3 separate regions of the Macaca mulatta genome follow, and all the other regions are linked to region 2. The links are chromatin contacts, called in public Hi-C maps. All regions are on one chromosome and are shown on one strand. The core of a region is the stretch at or near the end of the contact, and the rest is flanking DNA. Distances in the headings are between cores, read along the strand shown.

The links. Hi-C and Micro-C count contacts between places; a contact is called where the count stands out from the background.
Region 1: a contact with region 2 is called in a Hi-C map of liver, with 3 times the contacts expected there. The contact joins the promoter of UTRN here to the promoter of LOC144340292 in region 2. A contact is called at or near these places in 3 of 14 Hi-C or Micro-C datasets (fetal cortex germinal zone, fibroblasts and liver).
Region 3: a Hi-C map of liver shows a contact between it and region 2, with 2.3 times the contacts expected there. The contact joins the promoter of STX11 here to the promoter of LOC144340292 in region 2. A contact is called at or near these places in 3 of 14 Hi-C or Micro-C datasets (CD4 T cells, cortical neurons and liver).

The regions. Positions count from the first base shown.
Region 1 is chr4:49,543,001-49,548,014 of T2T-MMU8v2.0, forward strand. UTRN (utrophin) reads left to right here and starts at 2,437. Exons shown (of 75, transcript XM_077999492.1): 1 at 2,437-2,573.
Region 2 is chr4:49,475,863-49,480,819 of T2T-MMU8v2.0, forward strand. It overlaps LOC144340292, which reads right to left and starts at 2,835. Exons shown (of 3, transcript XR_013416231.1): 1 at 2,393-2,835; 2 at 960-1,911. TRNAL-UAA (transfer RNA leucine (anticodon UAA)) reads left to right here and starts at 2,697; the gene lies at 2,697-2,779.
Region 3 is chr4:49,409,112-49,413,621 of T2T-MMU8v2.0, forward strand. STX11 (syntaxin 11) reads left to right here and starts at 3,259. Exons shown (of 2, transcript NM_001260831.1): 1 at 3,259-3,353.

The DNA.
Region 1 (5,014 bases), core at 1,187-3,686, 67 kb after region 2:
GAAGTGCGTCACAAATTTTAAGTGACAACACCCTCAAACACTTCAGTGTGCCCTTATTATCTATTTTGAAGGAGAAAGTCTGAGTTTCATCAACTCAACCAGGATACAGTGAGTGAGAAGCAACTTTTGGTGTCTGCAAAATGATCAGTTAAAAAAACCTGGGGGCCTGGCGGTGGCTCACGCCTGTAATCCCAGCACTTTGGAAGGCCGAGGCGGGCGGATCACGAGGTCTGGAGATTGAGACCATCCTGGCTAACATGGCGAAATCCCGTCTCTACTAAAAATACAAAAAATTAGACGGGCGTGGTGGTGGGCGCCTGTAGTCCCAGCTACTAGAGAGGCTGAGGCAGGAGAATGGCGTGAACCCGGGAGGCGGAGCTTGCAGTGGGCGAGATCGCGCTACTGCACTGCAGCTTGGTCAACAGAGAGAGACTCTGTCAAAAAATTAAAAACAAACAAACAAACAAAAAACAAATCCTGGCGTCCCTCTATGTGACCATACTCAGCTAGCACTTGATCTGTTCTTTTCTTATGCCATTTATCTCCCGGATCTTGTATATATTTACTTCTTTACATGCCTTATCTCACCTACTACATTCCAAGTTCTTTAAGGGTAAGATCACTATCAGATTTATCTTTGCATTATCCATAGAACCAGCAGACCTGACAGCCATAAACTGATGCTTGTTAAATGAATGAATGAAGTGAATGAGTAAAATCATACCCATTTCAAGTTAATCCTTCGGATTTCATTTGGCTTATACGTAGAAAGTCATCAAAAGGAAGGAAGCTGTCCTAGAAACCTTATAAGGAAGAGTCTCTTTTGGGAATCTCCTACCTGCCCCCTCCCTGGAGCACTTAGGGATGGATGGGGGAACCTTTCACTAAAACAAAAGACGAGTAAACTCTTTCTGAAAATTCCTTTAAGGCCCCTAGTGGTTTAATCTTTACTGTCGTGTAAATTAACTCAAATATTAAGCCAGCAATAAGCCGACGCTCGAGTATCAACCATGCTTTTCTCTGTTAATACGAACTAGGAACTCAAGTTGTTGTTTTCTTTCCCCTCCCACGTGTGCTGATCGTGTAAAACAATCACAGGAACACACGAGCAATGAAATGTGTAAATAAGAAAAATGCACACACATCACGAGCTCATTTCTTCCCAGATAGTTTTTGGTCAATCTCTCAAGCTTCCCCATGTGCGTTTGTGTGTGCATATTGGAAAACAGAAAAATAAGGTCAGCACAAACACTACTTGTAATACAAACTAATGTAAGAGAAAACTTCTTTTTTAATATTAAAAACGACACTAGAGAAATAATGTAAAATAAATGTACGGTTGGAACTAGGGTTAAAAAAATCAGCAACGTCAGCAAACTGAGATGGGGTGAGTTGGAAGGCAGACTGGAATTTATCTCTTAAAAAAAAAATCGCCCTAACTAGAGACCTGTTTTGCCTAGGGGGACGTGACTCACATTTTCAGATAATCTGAATAAGGGGAATTGTGTCTGCTCGAGGCATCCATTCGGGCTTAGGTCTCCGGACTCCCGGCTCCCGGCACGCACGGTTCACACTGGAGCGCGCGCCCCAGGCCAGCCAAGCGCCGAGCCCGGCTGCTGCGGGCTGGGAGGGTGCGCAGGGCCTGCGCTGATTGACGGGGCGCGCGGTCAGGTGACTTGGGGCGCCAAGTTCCCGACACGGTGACCGCGGTCACTGCCGAGGCCCGGCGGACGCTGACCCTGGAGCGTAGTGGGGCTGATCTCCTGGAACAAAGTTGCTGGGCCGGCGGCGGCCGGGCGAGAGAGCCAAAGGGGAGCCGGAGCGCTGCAAAGGCGCGGGCCGGAGGGCTGGCGCTGATCTGCTCCCTTCTCCTGGGGAGAGCGGACCCCCGGCTGCCCGGAGGCGAGCCTGTTCCCGGGGAGTTGGGGCGGCAACGAGCGATCCAGCGGTCCTGCGCCCCACCCTCCCTCCTCCTCCGCCTGCGCTGGGCTGCAACAAAGGGGCAGGCCCGCAGCGGGGAGGAGGAGGAGGAGGAGCCGGAGGAGCGAGGCGCTCTCGCGCACAAAGTTGTGGAGTCGTTTTTCCTCGGAGGAGGGAAGCGGGCAGCAGCAGCCGGCCGCGGGCTTTCTCCCGCCGAGGGGCGAGGAGGAGCCTCTGGCTCCAGAAGCCGATTGGGGGATCACGGGGAGCGGCGCCCCCCTTCTTTTGGGTCATTTCTGCAGACGGAAAACTCTGTGGCGTTTGGCAAACTTGGTGCCTGCGCGCCCGTTCCAGGTTTGCGCTTTGACTGTTTTGTTTTTGGCGGAACTACCAGGCAGGAAGATTGCACAAGTAAGGGGCGTTTTCAGTCGGGTGTCAATTTCTTTTTCTTTCTTTCTTTCTTTTTTTTTTTCTTTAATTTCGGATCTTGTCTGCTTCTCCAAGTTTTATTTTTTAAAAAAATACATCGCACCACTAAACTCACACTCGCACACACCCCCGCGATTACTCCGTCTCAAACTCCTAGAGGAGCCCTTGGCCAGCTCGGGGTGCGGCGGTGGCGGCCGGCAGGCGAGGCGGCCCGCGGGCACCAGGTAAGCCCATGCATTATTGAAGCCTAGGGCTGGTAATGTGACTACAGCCCCCGAGGGAATGGGGCGGGGACCGGGAGGAGGATGGCTTTCTGCGGTTCTTCCGCGTGGGATCGGCGTCCCGAGCTCCTTCCCAAGTCCCAGAGTCGAAGATGGGAGTAACTTTTGCGTGCCCTTTCCTCGGGGCCTCAGTTTAGCTTCCCGCGGTGCGAGAGAGAATGCCGGAGGCGTGGAGAGCTGGGGATCCGTACTAGTTGTGAACGATTCAAACTTCTCTGACCGGCTCTGTACTGCCTCCCTGCTCCCCAATCCTCCTCCCCGCCGGGGTGACAGGGTCGCCCTCCGTGCATCGCGTGGTGCAGGGCGCTGGGCCAGTGATTTGCAAGAGGGGACGTGGCCTCCTAGGAGAGTCTGTCACAGACACCCGGGCCCGGGGAAGGCGGGGCCCCGGCGGTGTCCACAGGAGAGGGTGGGCAGAGGGTGACTGTGTGGTCGGCGGCCAGCAAAGCGCTTCCCAGCTAGCCGCCCGGCGGGGAGCATGCTTGACCTCTGGGTGGTTGCTGCTCCCAAGGGTGGGACTCCGGAGAGTGTGGCGCGATCGCCAAGCTCCCTGCCAGCGGCCGTGGAGAGGCTGAGGGGACAGGAGGAGGGGGGCGCCCCATTGGTGTGTAGTCCGGCGCAGTCGCCGGCTGTCCTTTTCCGGACTCTGGGGATCTCTTGCTGCAACTGACAAGGTAATCCATGCCCCTCTTCGGCCCGGGGTCCGAGGTTCTGGTTGCTCAAGGCCACTTAAAAACCAACAAAGCACCAGCTGAAGGCTGTGCAACTTTTAGATCGCAGGTTGTTCAAGGGGATTTTTTTTTCTCCAAGCCTCAGATTACGAAAGGGACTCATTCCAGTGCGTTTTTCAAGGAGGAGGGAGAAAACGTTGCCCGACCTCCCAGAGAGCCGTGGGACCAGCACTTTGTTTTACAATGAACTGCAGAGCCCGGGTTCTAACTCCACGACCCCGCTCTCTGAGGTGTCCAGGACAGGGCCTCCTCTTTCCCAGCCTTCAGATCACCTGGATCACCAGGGCCTTGCGGGCCAGTTCCCCATGCCGCGGTTGGGAGGGTCAGTGCAGCGGTCGCGGCGGCCAGAGCGCACGGAGCGCTGGGGAGGCCGGATTCCCTAGGTCTGATCCGGAGCTCCCGGCCTCCCTCCCGGGCGGCAGCGACAGCATCCATTCCTTTGTAAATTGCACCGGCCTCAGGAAGTCGATCTGGGTCCTCCCGGTTCGTTGGCTGTGGGCATGGGAAGACGCAGCCTGCAGATAGCTCAGGGTCAGGGGAGAGCTGGAGGAATGCAAAGCTTGTGGGTACTTCTGCGGTGACGGCCAGGGTTAACGTGGAACCATTCCCCGCCCCTTTTATCAGCCTTTATGGGACCGATGAGACAACACTTTAACTCTCCTTTGGGTGTTTACCTAAAATTTATTGGCCCTGTAAACAGTATTAATCACAGTAGTATTAACCTTCCCTGGAGCGCCTTTTTTTTTTTTTTTGTAAATGGTAGTTCTTGGCACTCACGGTTTTCTTTTACTGTGTTTCAAGCAGAGCAGGAAACTCTTGTGCGCTTGGCTTCCTATTCTACTGTCTTGAGCATTCCTAGGTTTTGGTTCCTAGAGTAAATTAATGAATAGTGTTTCAATTTACACAGCATTTCCATCAAAATGCACACTGTTGGATATATATGTGCTATATACGTAAAATATAGTACAAAATAAAAATTATATACATATATTCACTGTGTAATTCCTAAATCTTAAAAAATTAAAACATTAGTTTTGTCTTTAAGGCCATCACCTTATGTTTATTTTTTAAACACCTTATGTTTATTTCATACATTCTTGCCTTGTGGTCTATATGACAGCCGGAAGCATTCTGAAGGGAGAGTTAGTGAATATCGATTTGACTGGATCGGTTTCAGTAAGAACATCTGGCTAAATTTTACAGAATATCATTTTGAGGGAAGGGAAATCTAGGGCAGAGGTAACAATAAATTGCATTTATATAGGGCTTAAAGCTTCTAAAGCAACATCTCATTCATTGATTCTCAGTTTCTCACCTAGCCTTCTGTGAAGATGGTGTTCCCTCCGTTTTATCGGTGTGGAAGAGGGAGAGTCACACTGGGATACATTGTTCGTGGTGAAACTTTGATTCTGTCTCCTGAAAACCAAAGATGCTGCATTTGGCAATTAGAAGGAGTCATCGTCTGCCTTAAGTTTACTCAAATTCCTCTGGCCATTAATGGCAACAAGTAACCTCAGTGGCTATCAGTACTTAAATAGCCTTCTGTTATTCTTCTTTCTCCCCATTTTCCCCTGTACTCTGATCACCTTTTCTGCTGTATCTTTGGCAACTTGTAAGGGCTTTTCATTATCAAGAAGAGAAAATTTGAAAAAT
Region 2 (4,957 bases), core at 1,585-4,084:
CCTCAGATCACCTGTCTCTACCAGTACTCCTAGTGCCTCATCACTGCACTCCCAGTTTATCATTCTCAGAATTTTCATTATCAATTGCTTCACTTAAACAAATGAACAAACAGTGGTGCAAATAATGGCTATTTTATTATTTCCACAGATGTTGTGAATCAGGAATTGGAAAAGGATACTATGGGGACAACTTGTCTACCTGCATACGTAATAATATGGGGTAATTAACTGGAAGGAATCAATGGCTGTGTGGGAGCAGTCACTTGATGGCTAGGGTCTGGAATCATCTGAAGGCTCATTCAGTCATATTTATAGCAGTTAATACTGCCTGTTGTTTGAGGGCAGTCACCTGAAACAACTACATGTGGCTACCTGGGCTTCCTCACAGCATGGTGGCTCGGTTCCAAGATCAAGGATCTCAAAAAAAAAAAAAAAAAAAAAAAACAAAGTGAAGTACAGTTACAGCAACTTTTATGACCTAGCCTCAGAAGTCACATAGTATCACTCCTCCATAGACACAAGCCCCTTTCCAGATTCAATGAATGAGAACATAGACGCCATCCCCCCACATTCCATCTATTAATGGGAGGGGTGTCAAAATAACACTGGAAGAAAAGCATTTGGAATGGGAGATACTATTATAGTTCTGCTGTGTGGCAGGTTGTATTTTTCCAAAGATGACCAAAGATAAACTAACTTGTACCAGGCCCATCCTTAAACAGCAGCCAGAAAATTTTAATACAATTTTGAGGCTTCAGAAGGTGCATTTCTAAGGGATACCCTACGACGCGGCTGTGTTACTCCAAACTATCTTATACTAGCGGCTTGTTGGAAGTTGAGTCTGGGGTTAACAAAAATGTCATTCAAATAACACTGTGGTTTGAATGCGTCCCTCACACACCTACTTTACAAGGTTGTTAAGAAATTTTTATTTATTTATTTTAGAGATGGAATCTCACCATGTTGCCCAGGCTGCAGTGCAGTGGCTATTCACAGGCACAATTTTGACACACACAGCCTTGAACTCCGAACTCAAGCGATCCTCTGGCCTCAGCCTCCCGAGTAGCTGGGACTACAGGAACGCAACACCACGCCCAGCTGAAATAAGATGATATATGTAAAGAGCTTAAAGCAATGCTTGTCACATAGTGACATGTTCTCAATCCATGTTGTTATTATCATTTCAGTGCCTTGAAATAAGCCATTTTTATGAAGTCTGTGGCCTCTGACAATTTGGCGCCATACAACGGAGATGGAGGGTGGCAGCTGGCACTCTGGTGACCCCATGTCATCACCACGTGGCTGCCCCTTGACCCTGGCAGAGTCTAAGTTCCCTTTCATCTCTCAGCATCCCAGGGCAAGGCCTGAGGAACTGCTCTTGCCTGAGCTCTTGTCGTGTACTCCGGAGGGCCGGGCCTGGCGCTTAGAAGGAGGGGTGCTATTGAGGTCAGGACATAGACGCAGGCTTCTGACAGCTTACAATGCTGTGTGGCAAAGTGTGAAAGTGGTGATTCTCCTGGTTACTATCCTGAGGCCCTCTCGCAGGGACAGTTCTATAGGAGTTGGCGGAAACTCCGTGAACCAGGGCAGCAGGCTCGTGACAGCCCTTGTTCCCAGGGATCACAGGAGTTCCAAGAAGAGGCAAGACAATTCTTACAATGTGACCCAGCAGGAGAGCCATTGGTGAGGTGTCGCACAGTGAGGTTGGTGTGTGCAGTCTCCAGGCTGATAGAAGTTCTTGATGAAGAAGTCGCTGTCTGCACCATATGAACAAGGGCGTGACCGGATAATCATGTGGCTGCCGGATCCCAGCTCAGCCACCAGGCCCCTACCACTCCACAACACAGAGCCTGGGCTCTTCGTTCTGTGGTCGATATGAGGTCCTGGGTAGCGGGGAATGCAGTGGAAGTCCTGGGAAAAGGGATAACAGGACGAACTGAAACTCATGTACACAGAAAGTAAGGAGAACACTGCAAAACAAGAAAAGGGAACAAAAATATCTCATTGCCTTGTAGGGTTGCGGGGGCAAAGAGGAGGCCACCGTACTGCATCCGAGGCGTGCAGTGGGGATGGGCCTGCAGGCACCAGGAAGGGCGACTGTGCCACGCTCCCCTGCATGTGGCGTGGCACAGGCGACACGCACATTTCTACAAAGCTTCCCTCCCGTGTGACTTGTGGCACATGCGAAGAAGAAAAGCGGCCCCTAGGGGCAGGAGTCCAGGAACTCTGCTGCTGTCCGGGCACCTCATTCCTTGAAGCCAACTCTGTTTAGAACAACACAAACTAAACGCCGCCCTGTGGGCCGCGTGCCTGCACCACCAGCCAGGGGCCTCCAGAACGCGCTCCCAGGAACCCAGAAGTTTGCTGGTGTGTGTTTGCGGCGCCCGCGCACCTCGAAACTGAAAGCGCAACTGGAGGGCCCGGAGTCTCCCCCCAGCCAAAGGCCCGCGAGCGCCGACGTCCCCGCCGAGAGCGCGCAGCTCCGCTGCAGTTGTCTTCACTGCCGCAGCGGGCCGGGGGCAACAGTGAGCTGCGGCGGCGAGAAACCGAAGTACCTGCGTGGCGGCCGCCCCAGCCCGGGATGGGAGAGCGGAGAGAGTGGCGGCGAAAACTCTCCACGTTCTGGAGGCAGGGTGCGGGCAGGAGGAGGTAGAGGACGCCTTGTAGGAAGAGCGAAAGTAACGTCGCATGCCTGTACCAGGATGGCCGAGTGGTTAAGGCGTTGGACTTAAGATCCAATGGACATATGTCCGCGTGGGTTCGAACCCCACTCCTGGTAGTTCGAGGTTTTTTTCTCTTAGATTATTTTATTATTTTAAAAATACGAATCTCACCGAACACAGCACGCATTGGACATTAGAATTCCGACTTCTGGCTGGGAGAGGCGCAACGCTCACACGCAAAGACCTGCTTCCCAAGAGACCGCGCAGGCGGCGGCCCGCGGAGCTCCGCTCACCTCCCCAACTGCAGGGCGGGAGGCGGCCGGGAGGGGGAGGGCTGTGACCTGGAGGGTATTTTTAAAACTGCCTCTGCAAAAAAGTAAAAAATGCATCTCTCTTTTTTTCTCTCTCTCTTCCTTTTTTTACCCCCGTCAATGTTAATTTTGTGCGCACAACTCTTCTTTTAACTCCTAGAAGGTGGAGACTGTATCATCCTAGATGTAAAATGCACTCCAACTTGGGTTCGGCTTAGAATTTTTAAATACAGCGTGGTCAAGTTTTTTTTTTTTTCCTTCTTCTTCCTTTAAAATTGTTTGTTTGTTTAATGAAAGCCTTCTAAGAATTTTTAAAAGTTGCAAGCACAATGCAAATAACTTTTTTTCCTCTCTTGAATCATTTAAAAGTAAAATACCGAGTGGATGCCCAAGTACTACTATTAAAATCAGGAAATTAACATTGATGATTTAATGCCGTCTAATCCTCGGTCCCCATTCGGTCACCAGTTGTCGCAAGAATGTTCTTTATAGCAAAAGGCTCCTCTTCAGAATGATGCGTTGCATTTACTTGTCCTGTCTCCTTCGACTTCTTCCGTGTGGATGAGTTCCTCAGCCTCTGCTGACTTTCATGATCTTGACACTTCTGCTGACAAGCCAGCCGGTTTGTAGAATATCCTTTGTCAGTCTAGGTTTTCTGGTGTTTCCTCCTGATGAGATCCAGGCTCTGTTTATTTAGCAGTACTTCCACAGAAGCCATGCGGTGTTCTCACGGCAGCCTCTCAGGCTGCATGATTTCAGTGTGGCCTGCTTTTCTGCCAGGCTTCTCCTCTATAAAGTTACTCTTTTCACTTTGTGATTAGCACATGTTTTAGAGGGAAGTGCCTTGAAGCTGTGTAATATCCCATGCCTTATCAAATTTTCATTTTATTCAATTATTTATGGAATTATAAGCTATGTACCTATGTACTCATGGCGCTCTATTTTAGTTAATAACCATTCATTCCTTTTGATGCTCGAAGTGTCTCAGATTGGGCCAGTGACAGCCCATTCAAGCTGACTTTTGACCTGTCTGCATTATTCTTTTTGTTTTGTTTTGTTTTTGAGATGGAGTCTCACTCTGTCGCCCAGGCTAGAGTGCATGGCGCGATCTCGGCTCACTGCAAGCTCCGCCTCCCGGGTTCACGCCATTCTCCTGCCTCAGCCTCCCGATTAGCTGGGACTACAGGTGCCCACCACCACGCCCAGCTAATATTTTGTATTTTTAATAGAGACTGGGCTGCATTATTCTTTAGCATGTCCTTACTTCCTACTCCAAGATAGTCCCGACTTACTTGTACTTTCCTGACCCAGTGCTAGAATCAGCCATTTTCCAAAGATCCTTGGTTCCTTTTAGTGGAGAACGGTGTCTAGAAACCAAGGTCTCAATGCTAGGTGTGCTCATTGCTTTTGAGGTGTTGCTACTCCCAGGCCCTCTGGGTACACAGAATTAAGGAGTGTGTGTGTGTCTGTGCATATTTATCTATTTGTTTATTTATCTATATATCTGTATAATATCTCTGTTCTATTTTTTCTCCCCGTACATGTTTGTAACTCCCTGAATTCCTACCTTCCCAATGCAGATCTATACATTGCTCAAGCTCATTTAATGGCTTTAGAATTGAATTGTTCAAAAAGGAAAGAGAAAAAGAGTGTCTACATATTTTGGAAATAAACATCCTGCCAGCAACTGAGAACAGGCTCTGAACCACTCGCTGGTAGATACTTTGGATGTGCAGATAAATAACCTGACCTTTATCTCAGTGAGCTCAGATAGCAAGAGATAGAGATTTTAATAAGCCACATTTGTAATGAAAAGATAAGAATTATGCCCAAGGTGCTAAAGGAGTGGTTTGGGAAAGCCTGACTCTTCCTCAGAGAGCCAGCTTTAGTTGAGAAGTGAAGGAGGAGAAGCAGGGATGAGGGAGGGGCAAGGGGGAGAGGGAGACAGATGCGGGTGGGGTAAGCCACCTGGGAGCCAACTGG
Region 3 (4,510 bases), core at 2,009-4,508, 66 kb before region 2:
CCTAACCTCGGAGCATGCCAGGACTCAGATTTCAGACATCCCCATCCTGTCTGCACACCATCTATATGCTAAAGAACTCCAAATATATACCACCATCCCAGACTCACCTAACCAACCACCTTTGTGACAACTTGACAACTCCAAACTGAAGGTGTCCAAAATGCCACTCTGAATCCCCAGCAATCTTCCCCTTTTTTCCCCATGCACAACTTAGACTCTTTTTCAGGCAGTCTTCTCCATGGATTCAAAGGTTAATCTCAGCTGAGCATGGTAACTGATGCCTGTTAACCCAGCACTTTGGGAGGCCAAGGTGGCAGGATCACTTGACCTAAGGAGTTGGAGACCAGCCTGGGCTAAAAATAAAAAATTTGCCAAGTGTGGTGGTGCATGCCTGTAGTCCCAGCTACTCAGGGGGCTGAGGCAGGAGGATCACTTGAGCAGGGGAGGTCAAGGCTGCAGGGAACCATGATCATGCCACTGCACTGCAGCCTGGGCAACAGAGTGAGACACTATCTCAAAAAAAAAAAAAAAAAACCAAAAAACAAATAAAAATAAAAATGTCATCAGCAAGCACCCTCACAGACACACCCAGGATAACGTTTTACCAAATATCTGGGCACCCCATGGTCCAATAAATTTGACACATCAGATTAACCATCACAGCTTTCTAACTCGCTGGCCTCTTTTCATCTTTGTCCTTTAATCTATCCTCAGCAAAACGGTAGATTAAAAAAACAACCAGCCACATCATTTAGCTTCTCTGTTAAACATTCTTCAGTCTTCCTATCTCAATCAATGTAAAATTTAAAGACTATCATGACTACCAATGCCCTACATGCTCTATTCCCCACTCTTAGTCCCACCACCATAACTCTTCCTGGACTCTGTTTTGCCCATGCTGATATTTCTCCCAGAAGCCAAGCATGCTCCTGCCTCAGGGCGTTTACATCCACTGATTCCTAGGCTTGAAATGATCTTAATCCCAATAGCTGCATTGTTTCCTCCCTCAATGATTCTCCTATCACAGAGGGCTTTGCAATATACCTATTTTTAAAAATATAACATACCTCATCCCTCTTATTTCACTTTCTTTTAAAATAAACTATTTTTTAGAACAGTTTTAGAGTTACAGAACAATTGCAAATGTAGTACAGAATTGCCATAGATTCCATTTCAGATTTCCCTATGATTACCATCTTACATTACATTCCTCACAACTAATTAATCAACCTTGATTCTTATTACTAATGAAAGTCCACACTTTATTTAGATTTCCTTAGTTTTTCCCCAAGTCCTTTTTCTGTCCCAGGATCCTATCCAGGATACCACATTACATTTCGTTTCACATCTCCTGAGTTTCTTCTAGGCTGCAGCAGTTTTTCAGACTTTCTTTATTTTAATTTTTTTGTAGAGACAGCATCTCATTATGTTGGCCAGGCCAGGTCTCGAACTCCTGGCCTCAAGCAATCCTCTGGCTTCAGCCTCTCAAAGTGTTGGGATTACAGGCGACAGCCACAACGTCTGGACTGTACTTTCCTTACTTTTGATAACCTGACAACTTTGAGGAATATTGGTCCAGTATTTTGTAAGATGTCCCGCTGTTGGAAGTTGTTTGATATTTTTCTCATTATGATACTGAGGTTATGGTTTTTGGGGAGGGAGACCACACAGGTAATATGCCATATTCATCACATCATGTTGACTACACGCCATCAATATGAGTCATGATTGTTGACGTTGACTTAGAACATCTGGTTGGGGTAGTGTCTGTTGGCTTTCTCCATTGTAAAGCTACTCTTTTCCCCTTTCCACATTGTACTATTTTGGAGGAAGTCACTGTGCACAGCCTAGGGTAGATGATCTACATAAATTATTTGGAATTATTCTGTATAGGAGATTTGTCTCCTCTCTGCCATTTATTCATTTATTTATTTATTTATATCAGTGTAGACTCATGGATATTTTTTACTTTGGTTTGTAATCCAGTACTACTTTGTTCAGTTTACTTCGTTGCTCAGTGGTTCCATCTTTGGCAACTGGGAGCTCTTTCAGGTGGTTCCTGTGTTTAAACATTCTCCCATCAAGACAGGATTCGTTTATTTTTATTTTTTATTTTTTTTCTTCTCATTCAATTGAGGCAGCGTCTCATTCTGTCGCCCAGGCTGGAGTGCAGTGGCGCGATCTCGGCTCACTGCATCCTTGGCCTCCCGGCCTCAAGTGATCCTCCCACCTTAGCCTCCCGCGTAGCTGGGCTCACAGCGCGTGCCACCACGCCCAGTTAATTTTTTTTTATTTTTTGTAGAGATAGGCTTTCACCATATTGCTCTGGCTGGTCTCAAATTTCTGGGCTCAAGAGATCCGCCCCCTTCGGCCTCCCAAAGTGTTAGGATTACGGGCATGAGCTACCGCGCCCGGCCCGATTTTTCCTTTCTTGAGTATCACTTCCTTACTTTTCAGCCTCAGCCTTGTTTTTCAAGGTGCTTTACCATCACCTGACACAATCCACACTTTATGTTTATCTCTCCCCGTTAAAGTGCCGGGACCTGGAGGGAGGGTCTTGGCAGTGTTTTTGAGCGCGGTGTTATCCTGGGAATACAAGGGGCCGCTCAGTTGATATCCAGGGAATGATGAGCCTGGCGGGTGTTGAGGCCGACTGGAGATGGGTTGGCCGGCCGGGTTCTGGGAAGGCTGTGCTCGGCCTCTGTGTGACCGCAGGCTCCTCGCCCGCCTCCTCGAGGGTCCCGCGGATGCAGGACCTGCTGCAGCCTCCGCAGCCACACCCACGCTCAGAGACCGCTTCCAGCGTCCTTGCCGCAGAAACGCACCGGACTGCAAATGTCACCGGCGCAGCGGGGATTCCCGGGGAAAGTCCATCGCACTCCCTGACCTGGGGACCAGAGGATGAGCGGAGGAAGTGTCTTGGGCGGCTAACATCCCACTCCCTGCGCCGGTCTGCGCCGCCCCCGGGAACGCCCCGGGGCTCGCGGGAGGGGCTGGAGCGAGTCCCCGGCTCCGGGCGGTCCCGAGCGCACGGACTCCGGGTGGGGCGGGAACCCGTGCTCTGTGAGCCGGCTGCTGCCGCGCCCCGGCGCTGTCATCCCGGGGCGGGGCCTGGTCCCCAGCTGTGGTAGCTTCCTAAGCGGCGGGGGCTGAGCCGGCGGCGCCCAGATGCGGCCGCGGCGGCGCGGAGCTCGGGCGGCTGTGGAGGAGCCCAGCCTCGGCCGCAGGAGGCGCCGGGAGCAGAGCCGCCGGGAGTCGCGCAACAGGTTTCCTTCCCCATCGCGGCGCCCACAGGGGACGCGCGCCCTGCGGGGAGAGAGGCTTCTCAGTTCGCGCTCTCGTTCCGGGTCCAGGTTTGTTTTTCTCTCCCTGAGCCCCCATTTCTCTTTCTGACCCCCCATTTCTCTTCCTGACCCCCCATTTCTCTTCCTGACTATTCCCCGTGCGCTGAGAGATCCGGGAGGCGGGCGGGGGCACTGTCTGGGCTCGGGACCCGCGGCTGCGCCTTAGTTGGGATTTTGGATCTGGCGCAGGTCCTCACGCCGCCTCTGGGCACCTTCGGAAACACAGGATTGGGTTCCTCATATAAAGCGGAATGATTTTTTAAAATTACTTTTAATTTCAGAGGCTGAGGGATTTAGGATTTAGTGCTTCACAGGAATTATTTTAGGGATACCTGTCGGTAGGCTGCCTTTTTAAAGTGTCCACCTAAGACTATTTTATTTTAAATCGAAAGACTGAAGTGTTTTTGTGTTATCACCTCTTCACTTCCTATTAGGGTGACTGTGTCAAAAACACCAGAATGGGTACTTCTTGACTTGAACTTGGCAGTGTCACTCAGTAGCCAAGAAAGACGGAGAAATTGATAGAGCCTTGGAGCAGTCCCTTCGCAGCCCACGTAAGACTTTGTTTTAGAAAAATGGAGAGAAGTAGTGGCAATGCCTGCGAGAACCACGCCGTCCTGAGAGGGAATTCTGCCTTTTTCTAGACTCCGCTGACACCAGCTGAGATCTGTATTACTTCCTGTGGTTCTCACGCGCTTGTTTCAGCCGTTTCTCAGCAAAGGGAGGAGCTGTTATTTACAGGTATCCAAAAATGAGTCACAGGGCTGCTCTCTTAATTGTGAGACTTTGTTAATGAACTTTTGAAAAGCGAGGCTTGCTCTGTCTGTATTTAAAATGAGACTGTAGATGTGAAATGCCTGCCCTGCTGACCTGGGGCAGTGGTATGGGAAGTGACGATTGAGTTTTCAGTTTCCTAAGGCGCCTGATGTTACAACATGCCAGTAAAGGTCACTGGGTTGATTTAAGATAACCACTAAAATCATGTGCTTTGCCTCAGAAGCCCAGGAGAAAATTAATTTCATTATTCAATGACCATTTTGCTACCATTTTCACTGAATAGTAGAAATGTATCATTTAATGTGGTGATTGTAACTCTCTAAAATCAAAATATTTCAGACAGTGTGTGTTTACTAAATTGATGCCAAAACCACATGGTGCTTTTTGAA